Linked DNA regions of Hordeum vulgare: all the other regions are linked to region 1. A link is a contact called in public Hi-C data. All regions are on one chromosome and are shown on one strand. Each heading gives the region's core, a stretch centred on a gene start, on an enhancer-like site or on the middle of the called end of the contact. The rest is flanking DNA. Distances are from core to core; before and after follow the strand shown. Region 1 has its middle 100 kb from the start of LOC123408874. Region 2 has its middle 89 kb from the start of LOC123412363. Region 3 holds the start of LOC123411191 (transcription factor GAMYB-like).

Region 1 (3,352 bases), core at 633-3,132:
TTCCCAATAATTATGAGATGATTATCTTAGGGTGATCTTTTTGTCAACCAATGCTCTTGTTACATTCGTAGTCTCTCAAGAATGAAAACCCACGGTATAGGATCTACATCAGTAAGTCAAACATTGTATACGCCATTAATTTGATTCTTTATAGGAACTACCTTTAACAATCTTAATTAAGCGAAATCTTTCTGAAACCGACATCAAAGCCAACTCACATGCAGACCACATAAATTCCAATTACCATTCCAATTACATAAATTCCAAGCATCAGAACAGATCTTGGCTATAGCTGTTAGTGCCCACCATTATGTGGCATTCACCATGGGCCGTTCAAGTGATTGTCATACCACGTAAGCAGATTGTACCACTTGCGGTAATGGACCTTAATTTTATTTATGTGAGCACTTGAAACATCTACCACCACAGTTATCAAATCTGGCTCACTACTCGTTCACGGATAGTGACCTGTTAAATCTCAAATTCTCGACCACACAACCGCATACGTCACGTCCGACACCGTATATTTATACTACTCATGCAACGTGAAGTAGTCTACACAAATCAAACAGCGGGCATAGAAATCGGCAACACGAACAACGAAATACAAATACACATAATGCACTCTACAGCATCCAAAGATCACCACAATTAATCACCTGCCAAGTTCTGAACTAAAATTACTAAAAAATGATAATATTAAACGGAGGAGGAACATCTTCCTTGTCAGCCCTTTGCCCTTCCGGTCGTCAGCATAACTGTAGGCGTCCGTCGCAGCTGGCGGACCATTGGAGTCGTCGGACATGGAGCCGTGATCGTTGTCGTCGCCCGAGGAGGAATCAGAGATGCCAAGAGGCCCTTATCTGTCGGATGGCCCGTACTGCTGCCGCTTGAGCTGGGCCACCCTCGCCGCCTTTGTCACTGCCTCCACCATTGTCTTCGCCGCCTCACGCTCCGACTATGGCTAGCCAAAGCGCATTGCCCTTCTTCCTCTGGAGCCGGTAAGCGTTTGCCTTCGCCGTGTAAGAAAGCAACGGTAGAACCAAGCGAGGAATCGCTCCTCCTCGTCGGATACTATGAGCAACCCACATTGGCGACGAATGAATTACCCATCCGCGTCCCTCTCCCTTGTTCGCTAGGCCCGCAAAGCATGCATTAACACCCATTGCTACCCTTTGGAGCAACGGCCGACGGAGAAGGTGGATGACGGAGGGGCGACACGGATCTGCGCACGGGCCGCAAGGGGCCAGCTCTGTTGTCCGCAAAGCACAAGCCGGGGAGCGGCAATAAGGCACATCCGGAATTGCTCCCTGTGGCCACCTTTGACCGCTCTAGTGCAATGCGGAGGGCCAACTCCTCGTCAACAACAAGCTCGGAGTCGGAGCGGTAGCTGGAGCTCAACATGCTCGTCAGAGTCGTCGGATTGGATCAAAATCGGAAAAATCACAGGAGGGGAGAAGAAGAGACAGAGCGAGAGCGGAGTGAAGTGAGCAAGGGTTTTCGGATTAAGGGTTTCCGTGGGGACAATGTGAGGTCGAAGGTGGGTCCTGCTAACGTGGGGGACGAGCCCGGGCATGCCGCATATCCACCCTGCTTTTTAAGGCCGGTTTGAGATACCCGGATGGGTCGGTTTTTTTGAGCGGTGAGGGATCCGTCTGTCGACCCGTTCACACGTTTGAGACCGATTTAAGGCGTTCGGTTTGTTGATGTTCTTGAATAATCAAGATGTTTCATTTGTCGGCACTTTCACAAAAAAGCAATGTCACTTTCATTTAAAGTTGTGCCACACCATTTGGGTCCACCTGATTTGTGAGAGTGACCCGCATTTCAGGAAGCTTTTCGACAGAAAATGCTAGCATCTTTGTATCCATGCGTTGTTAATCATGTGACCCTTGAAATGTTGGCGAGACACAAAAGATGTAGACAGATAGACCTTCTTAACCACTCTAATTACAACTACGATTTTGACATATCAAATATTTATATGAATCAGCTTAATATTAAAACACGAATATAAATAGAAAAACATTTGAGGGCTCCAGTTAACAAATAATGAAACCAATTCTTCCATACTATTACTACCCTCCAAAAAAATATATTCTTCTACAAGTACTACAACAACTAGGGCTTATCCTTACGTCGTTTGCTTGGATTGGAAGTTCGAAATGTCTACTTTAAAACATCTCTATCACTTGTCCGAAATTATAGCTCCCTACTAAAGTGCAATTCGCGCTTTGTTGTGCCACCTCTAATTTATATTAATTATCATTCAAACAAATGTATCTACCTTTCAAATATGTTTAGATACATATGAAAGACAACAAACGTGGACTGGAGGGGTTTTTATAATTCAAGGTGAAAAGTTTTACACCCAAAATCATAGAACCAAGCTAAATCGAGTTGACATATATTTCTATTAATTCGGTTTATGGCGTTCGGTCAAATGTTTCCATTGCTAGTTGTTTGTATTCGGGTATCGGCATTTTTCATACTATCAGAGCATCTCTAGCAGACCTCGTATAATACTCCGACCAGCAAAATAACCGTCAAAATACGGGTCTGCGCGAAAATGTTGTCCGATCAGACCCCGCAAAAGCGTCCGACCCGTAAACTTTTTTGATGGCGCAGCAAAATCCCCTCCCAGACCCCCGAGAAAACACATGTTTCCGCCTCGCCTATACGGTGCCTTTTATCCCAGGAAAACATTTGGTGGGAGGGACATTTCAGCTCGCGCCCTTTCCCCACCCCCTTCGCCGCCGCCCTGCCATTGGTTCCGCCCGTCCGCCGCCGACGATTCCGCCAAATCTGCGGACTGAATTGCGTCGCGAGGGCGCCCCTGCCGTCTTCCGCCGAGCCACTGCACCGACTCCCCCGGATCCGCCAATCCACCGCGGTCGGAGAGCTACCGTTGGAGATGGAGTTGAGACTATGCGAGAAGTTTTTGCTCGAGGATTCATCCGATTCGGATGACTCAAATGTTGAGACAGTGCTTTTCACATTTCGCCAGCAGAGTTTGGTGATGGCCCTTGCTGTGAAGGAGCACGAAGAAGAGAACCGAAAGAGGCGGCGAGGATGGAACGTCGGCCACTTTGCATTTTCCTCGAAATCGCCATCTCGGGAACGAGATGTTGATGCTACGGTGATTTGAATAATTATTGTACTTTGAATGATTATTGTATTGTAATATTAACATTTTACTTATATTGCACATTAGTAATTCTAATTTATGGGGTCTTTGGTTTGCGGGTCGACGCGGTGGCGTCCGAGAAGACCCTGCATTGCCGATCCGTAAAATAAATTTTTTTTACGAATATCCTTTTTTACGGGTCTGATTTACAGGATCTGACTATGT
Region 2 (3,352 bases), core at 488-2,987, 240 kb after region 1:
GATTTGTAAATATATGCTTCATGCTATGGCTAGAATTATCTTAATTCTTTATCATAGTTGCGGGTGCTTGAGAGAGGGGTTAATCATAAGTGGGTTGTTTGTTCAAGTAATAACATCACCTTACCACCGGCCCAACCATATATCTAATTATGAAAGTAACAAACACGAATCAACTCAACATGATGAACATAACTAGACGGAAATTCCCATGTCCTTGGGAGTGTTTGCTTCATATAAGAGTACTTTCAGGCGTGTCCTTTTCTATAAAAAGGATTGTGATCTCTTGCTGCACACTTCCTACTATTTTTACTTGTCACTTGTTATGAATTATCTTGCTACAAAACTATTTATCATTGTTACTCACAGCACTTGCAGAGAATACCTTGCTGAAAATGGTTATCATTTCCTTCTACTCCTTCTTGGGTTCGACAATCTTACTTATCGAAAGGACTACGATTGATCCCCTGTACTTGTGGGTCATCACTAACTCAATGAGACTCCAAGGTGTCCGCGCTCGCGGGGGTGAGGAGGACGAGATGTCATGGTTCCAGGCGACGGTGTGGATCGGATAGGCCGAGCGCTTCCTCTAGGCGGTGGATGGCCTTAGGCGTCTCACCGGTGGGACGATGAGGAGACTGGATACGCGGGGGTGGGTGGGTGGTTGTGATGTACGGGCATGTTGCGAGAAAGGGCTCTAGCAGACGTTGGTGACACGATGTGGGCGAGGGTTGTGGCCGGAGGGGCCTTTTGAGAAAGGAGGGAAGAACAAGATGTGGGAGAGTTTCATATGGGGTCCAATTGTGTTGTTAGTTTAGCATAAGGGAAGGGTGTTGGAAGAATAAAAAATCAACTCCTCAAAATTTGAGAAGTTAAAATTGATTATGAGGTTTGGGGATTGTATGAGGGAGGCGATTTATGGCATGCATGCATGGACACATCGACCTCAATTATCTTTTGGTTTTCACATTTGTATCTGTTATATCTTTTGAACCAAAATTTATATTTAAGTTTTGTTTGCATATTCATGTTCCTTGTAACGAGGGATTTGAAATAAAACCACTTTTGAATACATTTTAAGAGTTTTAGAAACTTCATAAAGTATGTCTGAAACTTAACACAAACAAAAGACAAATTCACTAAGTTTGAGAAAATAAAACTTAAAATCATGTAAGGAGTCAAACAAGTTTTCAGATCACGGAGCAATCGTGCGGCCCGACAAGGCTAAGCATGTGTGTGCCCCCTAACTTGTGTCCCTTGCGAATTTTCGGCTTGTATGACACCAAATCTCAAGGTAGTGTAGTGTCATATGCCTTATTTGGTTGAACTTTTGCTTCTACTTTTGCAGCTTTTTACTTTGATCAAAAATCCATAAAAACTCCTAAATAGGTGTTTTTTGCTTCAGCTTTTGCTTATGAATCAATATAACAGTATTTAGTTTCAAAAGTCATAAAAGCTCTAATTTATAAATTTTCTTGTTTTTTTGGTCAAAATGAAAAGGCTGCAAAAGCAGAAGTAAAAAACCCAAAGAAACAGGACCATAGTGTGGTTGGCAACATATTTTCAGTGCTTGTGTGTTGCAATCACATGTATCTTGGCCAGTCGAAAATGTGTGGCCATCCGATGCCCAAGATACTTCTTGCCAATTTAGTGGTGACTGGTGGGAAGAAGATGCTCTTCCTAAGTACCAGACATACACGCATGGTTCACCCGTCCATTTCATCTCTTCCATTTCTAGCTAGCTTGAAGCTAGATATGAGGGTCGCGCCAATAATTGTCGTTCCCTTTGCATGGCTCGTGATTCGACGGCCCCATAGGGAGATTTGTGGTCACGGCGCCATGATTTGTGGCCCAGATATTTCGTGAGTAATAATAGTGTTCCATGTAGAATGATGTACGAGTATATAACGTATCTCCGTCGTTTCGTGGAGAGTGGAGACCTGCAGGTGCAGCGGCGTCTGTGGTTCTCCAAGTGTGATATTCGGGTGTGTAATCAGCTGGGGAAGTTGGGCTACCAATGTAATGCCAATGGGGCCTTCCTATGGGAAGATGATGTAGCTGAACAGGTCGCTGTTGTTGAAATGGGCGAATTGCCCAACTTGTCCGCGTAATAAAGCTATACTTTACCCCAAAAAAATGATTTTCCTATCTAGTGGAGCTTGGAGACCAGCTAGCACGTTGTCTACTTGATTCCAATAGCCTAGTACGGAGTAATGTACATGCTGACATGCATGCCAATCGGTTGCAGTACAAGACAACGTACGTTCTATTCTGCCCATCTACAACCACTCACAAAATCCTCCCCCCTCCTCCCCGTGAACGTCCAACAATGACTGGTCAGCACATAAAAAAATATTTCCACAAACGGATACCTTATTTAGAAATCATCAAATCCATATGATTACATTACATGTACCCTAAAACTATAAATTTACACCAGCGACCGTTCTTGTTGTCCCGGCCATGTCCATGTCCGGTGGCCAGTGCGCTCCTCGGAGTGTTGACGTGATCGTCAGACAGATCGAGTAGAACATGGGACACACATCAGCTCACGGGACTTGCGACGCAGCCGTCTCTCATGCCCTACTCTTCTTTGTCGATATCCGTGCTTCCATATCGGACATGCCGCACCATATTTGCGTTGGACGTGAAGTGTGTGTGCATCTCCAATTCAGCGCGCCAAGGGAGGGGTTGCGCATCCGCCACGACGTTTGGACGCCGGATGTACCGCAGCACCTCCGATGAGGCAGCATGGACTGTCGTGGTTCCGGATCCATGCGTCATTTGGGCGGACGCAAGGGATTCCCGTCAAATGCAGTCTCAGCGTTGTCGTTGGGCAGACTCCTCCCGGGAGCGATGGAGCGCAAGGCAGATGGCCATCTCCTCCTCAAGGCCATCTCGGACAAGTTTTGGGTCAATGAATTAAGAGGTTTAGGACTCGGATCCGCTGCCCATTATGCCAGAGAATGTCGAAGAACGCAGGACGAGAGCTTTTGGACAGAGGGGAGTGGAGTCGAGTGGAGTGGAGTGCAATGAGGATAGGCTTTCATGCGGAGTGCGGAGAGGGTCTAATTTATGTGTGGTCAGGTGGATCTGGTCCTACATGACGGGCATGTCCGGATGCTTCTGAACGTCTCATATCCGCCCAGATGTGGGTTAGATAAAGGGAGTGTCGGCCAGTCCACGCATTTGAGCCAGATTTAACGGGTCCGGTTTTGTGGTCATTTTGCGTCCGTTCAATGACTAGGCGATTGGAACGAATATGAGACGTCCAGTTACAGAAGCTCTTATTTTGCAAATGTTGTTGCACCAAATGATGCAACCAACAAGAAAAAGGTAAATATATAGCAAGAGA
Region 3 (3,352 bases), core at 479-2,978, 200 kb before region 1:
GAATGCTTTGTGCCACACCTATGGCACTTATCATCTGAATTATACATATGAAGAGAGAGGGGATATTTAGAATTATTTACCTATTAATAAAGCACCTATTGCTTTTGTGGTACGTCATTAAAAATGTTCTGAAAGTTGGCTTAAATTACCCACTATGCCATCCATAAGTGAAAAAACGGTCCAATTTTTTTTGTCAAAGTCGTCGTCGCGGCGTGCAGTTATTGAAATATGAGAACTAAAAATCTTGAGCAGGCGCTTGGTGTGGTGACTAGAGCGGCTGCCTTCCACACAGCACACCCAGGTTTGACCCCTGGTAGGCACACAATTATTCATCCCTATTATTTCTCTTTGTATATAGCAGCAAACATGGGTTAATGGACCAGCCCATGTTTTATTATTTCAATATGTTTTTTTCTTTAAATTAATCCATGATTTTCCAAAATTCTATTTTTTTTTAGTTTTGAAAAAAATGTTCATGAAATCATAGAATGTCTTGACATTAAAACAAAGGTTCAGAAAATCAGAAAATGTTCACGGATTCAAAAAATGCTGATGGTTTTAAAAAATGTTTGCATATTATAAAATAATTCACACAATGTCTATGAATTTTCAAAAATCGAATACCCAAGTTGTTCCCCATTTACAAAAAAATCATCAATTCAAAAAATGTTCACTGAATAAAAAACTGTTCATGCATTTTAGAAAAAAGATAAGTTTACATCAATCGACAAAACTTGATCACATGGACACTGATTTTATCTTTTTATAGCAGCAAACACGAGTTCATGGACTAGCCCATGTTTTATTATACCATTTATTTTGTACTTCTTTAAACTAATTCATGATTTTTCAAAATTCCAATTTTTTGAGTTCTGAAAAATATTGTTCATGAAACCATAGAATGTTTGGGAATTGAAACATAGGTTCAGGAAATAATAAAACGTTCACGGTTTAAAAAATTGATGATTTTTAAATACTGTTCACATGTTATAAAATGATTCACAATTTCGAAAAATATATTCAGCAAATATAAAATGTTCATGGTTTTTAAATGACCATTTATCCAAAACATATTAGTGAATTCAAAGAAAATGTCTATGAAGTAAAAATAACGTTAAGAAAAACTAAAAAAATCTTGAATTTCAAAATTTATTCCCCATTTAAAAAAAGTTCATAGACTGAGTAAAAAACTGTCCATGCATTTCAGAAAAAAGTTAGTGGGCATCAATCAACAAAATTTAACCACGACCATCATTGACGAGGATGGAAGAAAAGATAAGTGGCAACATGATGGGCCACGGTGTTAAGTACAAACATAGAGGATGCTCATATGTCGGGGTATTGAGCCATACTTATTTGACTATAACGTAATACTTTTGTCTCCCGTTGCAACGCACGGGCATATTTGCTAGTGCTAGTATAAAGAAAACATAAAGAAGAAGAAAACGAAAACATATAAAACGTTAAAGAAAACAGAAAAAAAGGAGGCAGTTGCCACCTGCGCGTTGGGCTGGCCTAGTTAGGCGCCTGACGCAAGCGAACCCTACCTCTCGCTATAAGCGATACATACGCGCGCCCGACGTCAGAAGCACTCTGCTGTTTCTTCCACCGCTCCATTCTCGGGCCGAATACGCGGGCCCGTGAACCCGCTCCATTCGAAATTGGACTTTTACCTCTATCTATCTATGATCTGGAGTATCTCCTAGTACTACGCGTGCGCACTCCAAAGCCATCGCGAGTCTATCTCTCCCTCCCACCCTCCCTCCCTTGTACACTCTGCGCCGCCGCCGCACGCGGTAGATCGGTCGCTCCAAAGCCCCTCCTCTCCACGGTGAGCACCGCACCCGAGATCAATCTTCCTAGATTCGATTCGATAACGTCGAATTTAATTGGCCTTGGTTGGATTGCGCTGGAGTGAATTTAGCTGTAGATTGGATTTTATTGCTGATGCATTTCCTCCACTCTGTTCTCAATTTGGTAGGGAGCTGGCGCGGCTGTGCTGCGGCCTCTCGGCCACGAACGGGGTTGAAGATGGAAGAGGAGGACGCCGCGCTCGACTTGCCGGAGATGCTGAAGGAGGAGGTGCACTCGCCGCCGCGCAGCAGCAGCGACGACGATGAGACCGAGGATGACGTCAGCGACGGCGAGGAAGAGGAAGGCGGGGCTCCGGTCGGGACCGGCGGCGCGGTAGCCAGCCGGCCGCCGCTGAAGAAGGGGCCGTGGACGTCCGACGAGGACCAGCGGCTGAGGACCTACGTGGAGGCGCACGGCGAGGGTAACTGGAATCGGGTCCAGAGGAACGCCGGGCTGAACCGGTGCGGCAAGAGCTGCCGCCTCCGCTGGGCGAACCACCTCAGGCCCAACCTCAAGAAGGGCCCCTTCTCCGAGGAGGAGGAGCAGAGGATCATCGAGCTTCATGCGCTGCACGGGAACAAGTGGGCTAAGATGGCGTCCGTTGTAAGTTTGCTCGCTCTGCTGGAGTATTATATACTCCCTCCGTTTCAAAATAACTGTCTCAACTTTGTACTAGCTTAGTACAAAGTTATACTCCCTCAGTTCCTAAATACTATAAGTCTTTAAAGAGGTTTCACTAGTGGACTACATACGGATATATATAGACATAATTTAAAGTGTAGATTCACTTATTTTAATCCGTATATAGACCCCTAGTGAAATATCTTAAAAGACTTATATTTAGGAACGGAGGGAGTACTAAGCTTAAGACACTTATTTTAGGACGGAGGGAGTATTATATATACATGCTTCTTGATCGGGTAGCCACTTAATCCATTGCTCTTCTCTCGTTAGTCTAGATTGGTGATGATTTGCTTTGGTTGATTGGGTTGGGGGAACACTGCTCTTGGTCAGACAGTTTGCCTAGTGTATACAGTACATGCGTAGAATTTATGTCGTTTTTTTCATTCAAAAAAATTTATGTCGTTTTCCCCTAATAGGTAGGTACTGTATTTTTGAGAGAAATTTTGCTAGGCTGCCGGGAAATAAGAAAGTTGTTATTGAATTGAAGTACCGGTTTGTGCTCTGCTAATCCATGCGATTCTGTTACCAAGTCGTAGTGATTCGTTGTTCAATCAGACTGGTTTGCTAACTAATCCATGCAAGGGGTCGACTCTTTGGGTGACAGTTCTAAGAGCATTCTCTCTCATTTGCTATTTCTGTCTCTCTCTTTTTTTTTTTGAAATTTGCTATTTCTGTCTCTACTCTCTATATATAGTCATGTTTTACTTTACCTGTACATTCAGTTAGCAAATATGAAATTGTTATTTTCTATATTACTGTTAATAATAGAATATAATTTGGTCATCAGCTGGCATTCCTAAAAGATGTGAATTTA

What was found. Hi-C and Micro-C count contacts between places; a contact is called where the count stands out from the background.
Region 2: a Hi-C map of leaf shows a contact between it and region 1, with 3 times the contacts expected there. The contact joins two enhancer-like sites. A contact is called at or near these places in 2 of 6 Hi-C or Micro-C datasets (leaf and seedling).
Region 3: a contact with region 1 is called in a Hi-C map of leaf, with 4 times the contacts expected there. The contact joins the promoter of LOC123411191 here to the enhancer-like site in region 1. A contact is called at or near these places in 2 of 6 Hi-C or Micro-C datasets (both in leaf).

The regions. Positions count from the first base shown.
Region 1 is chr7H:526,637,796-526,641,147 of MorexV3_pseudomolecules_assembly, reverse strand. No RefSeq gene overlaps it. Among protein-coding and RNA genes, the nearest start is that of LOC123408874, 100 kb to the left of the region's middle. Within about 2 kb of position 1,882, at least 1 of the 3 cell types and tissues checked has open chromatin away from gene starts, as enhancers often do. A contact at or near this core is called in leaf, where this site is marked.
Region 2 is chr7H:526,401,021-526,404,372 of MorexV3_pseudomolecules_assembly, reverse strand. No RefSeq gene overlaps it. Among protein-coding and RNA genes, the nearest start is that of LOC123412363, 89 kb to the right of the region's middle. Within about 2 kb of position 1,737, at least 2 of the 3 cell types and tissues checked have open chromatin away from gene starts, as enhancers often do. A contact at or near this core is called in leaf, where this site is marked.
Region 3 is chr7H:526,837,966-526,841,317 of MorexV3_pseudomolecules_assembly, reverse strand. It overlaps LOC123411191 (transcription factor GAMYB-like), which reads left to right and starts at 1,728. Exons shown (of 6, transcript XM_045104131.1): 1 at 1,728-1,831; 2 at 1,982-2,457. The coding sequence starts at 2,032.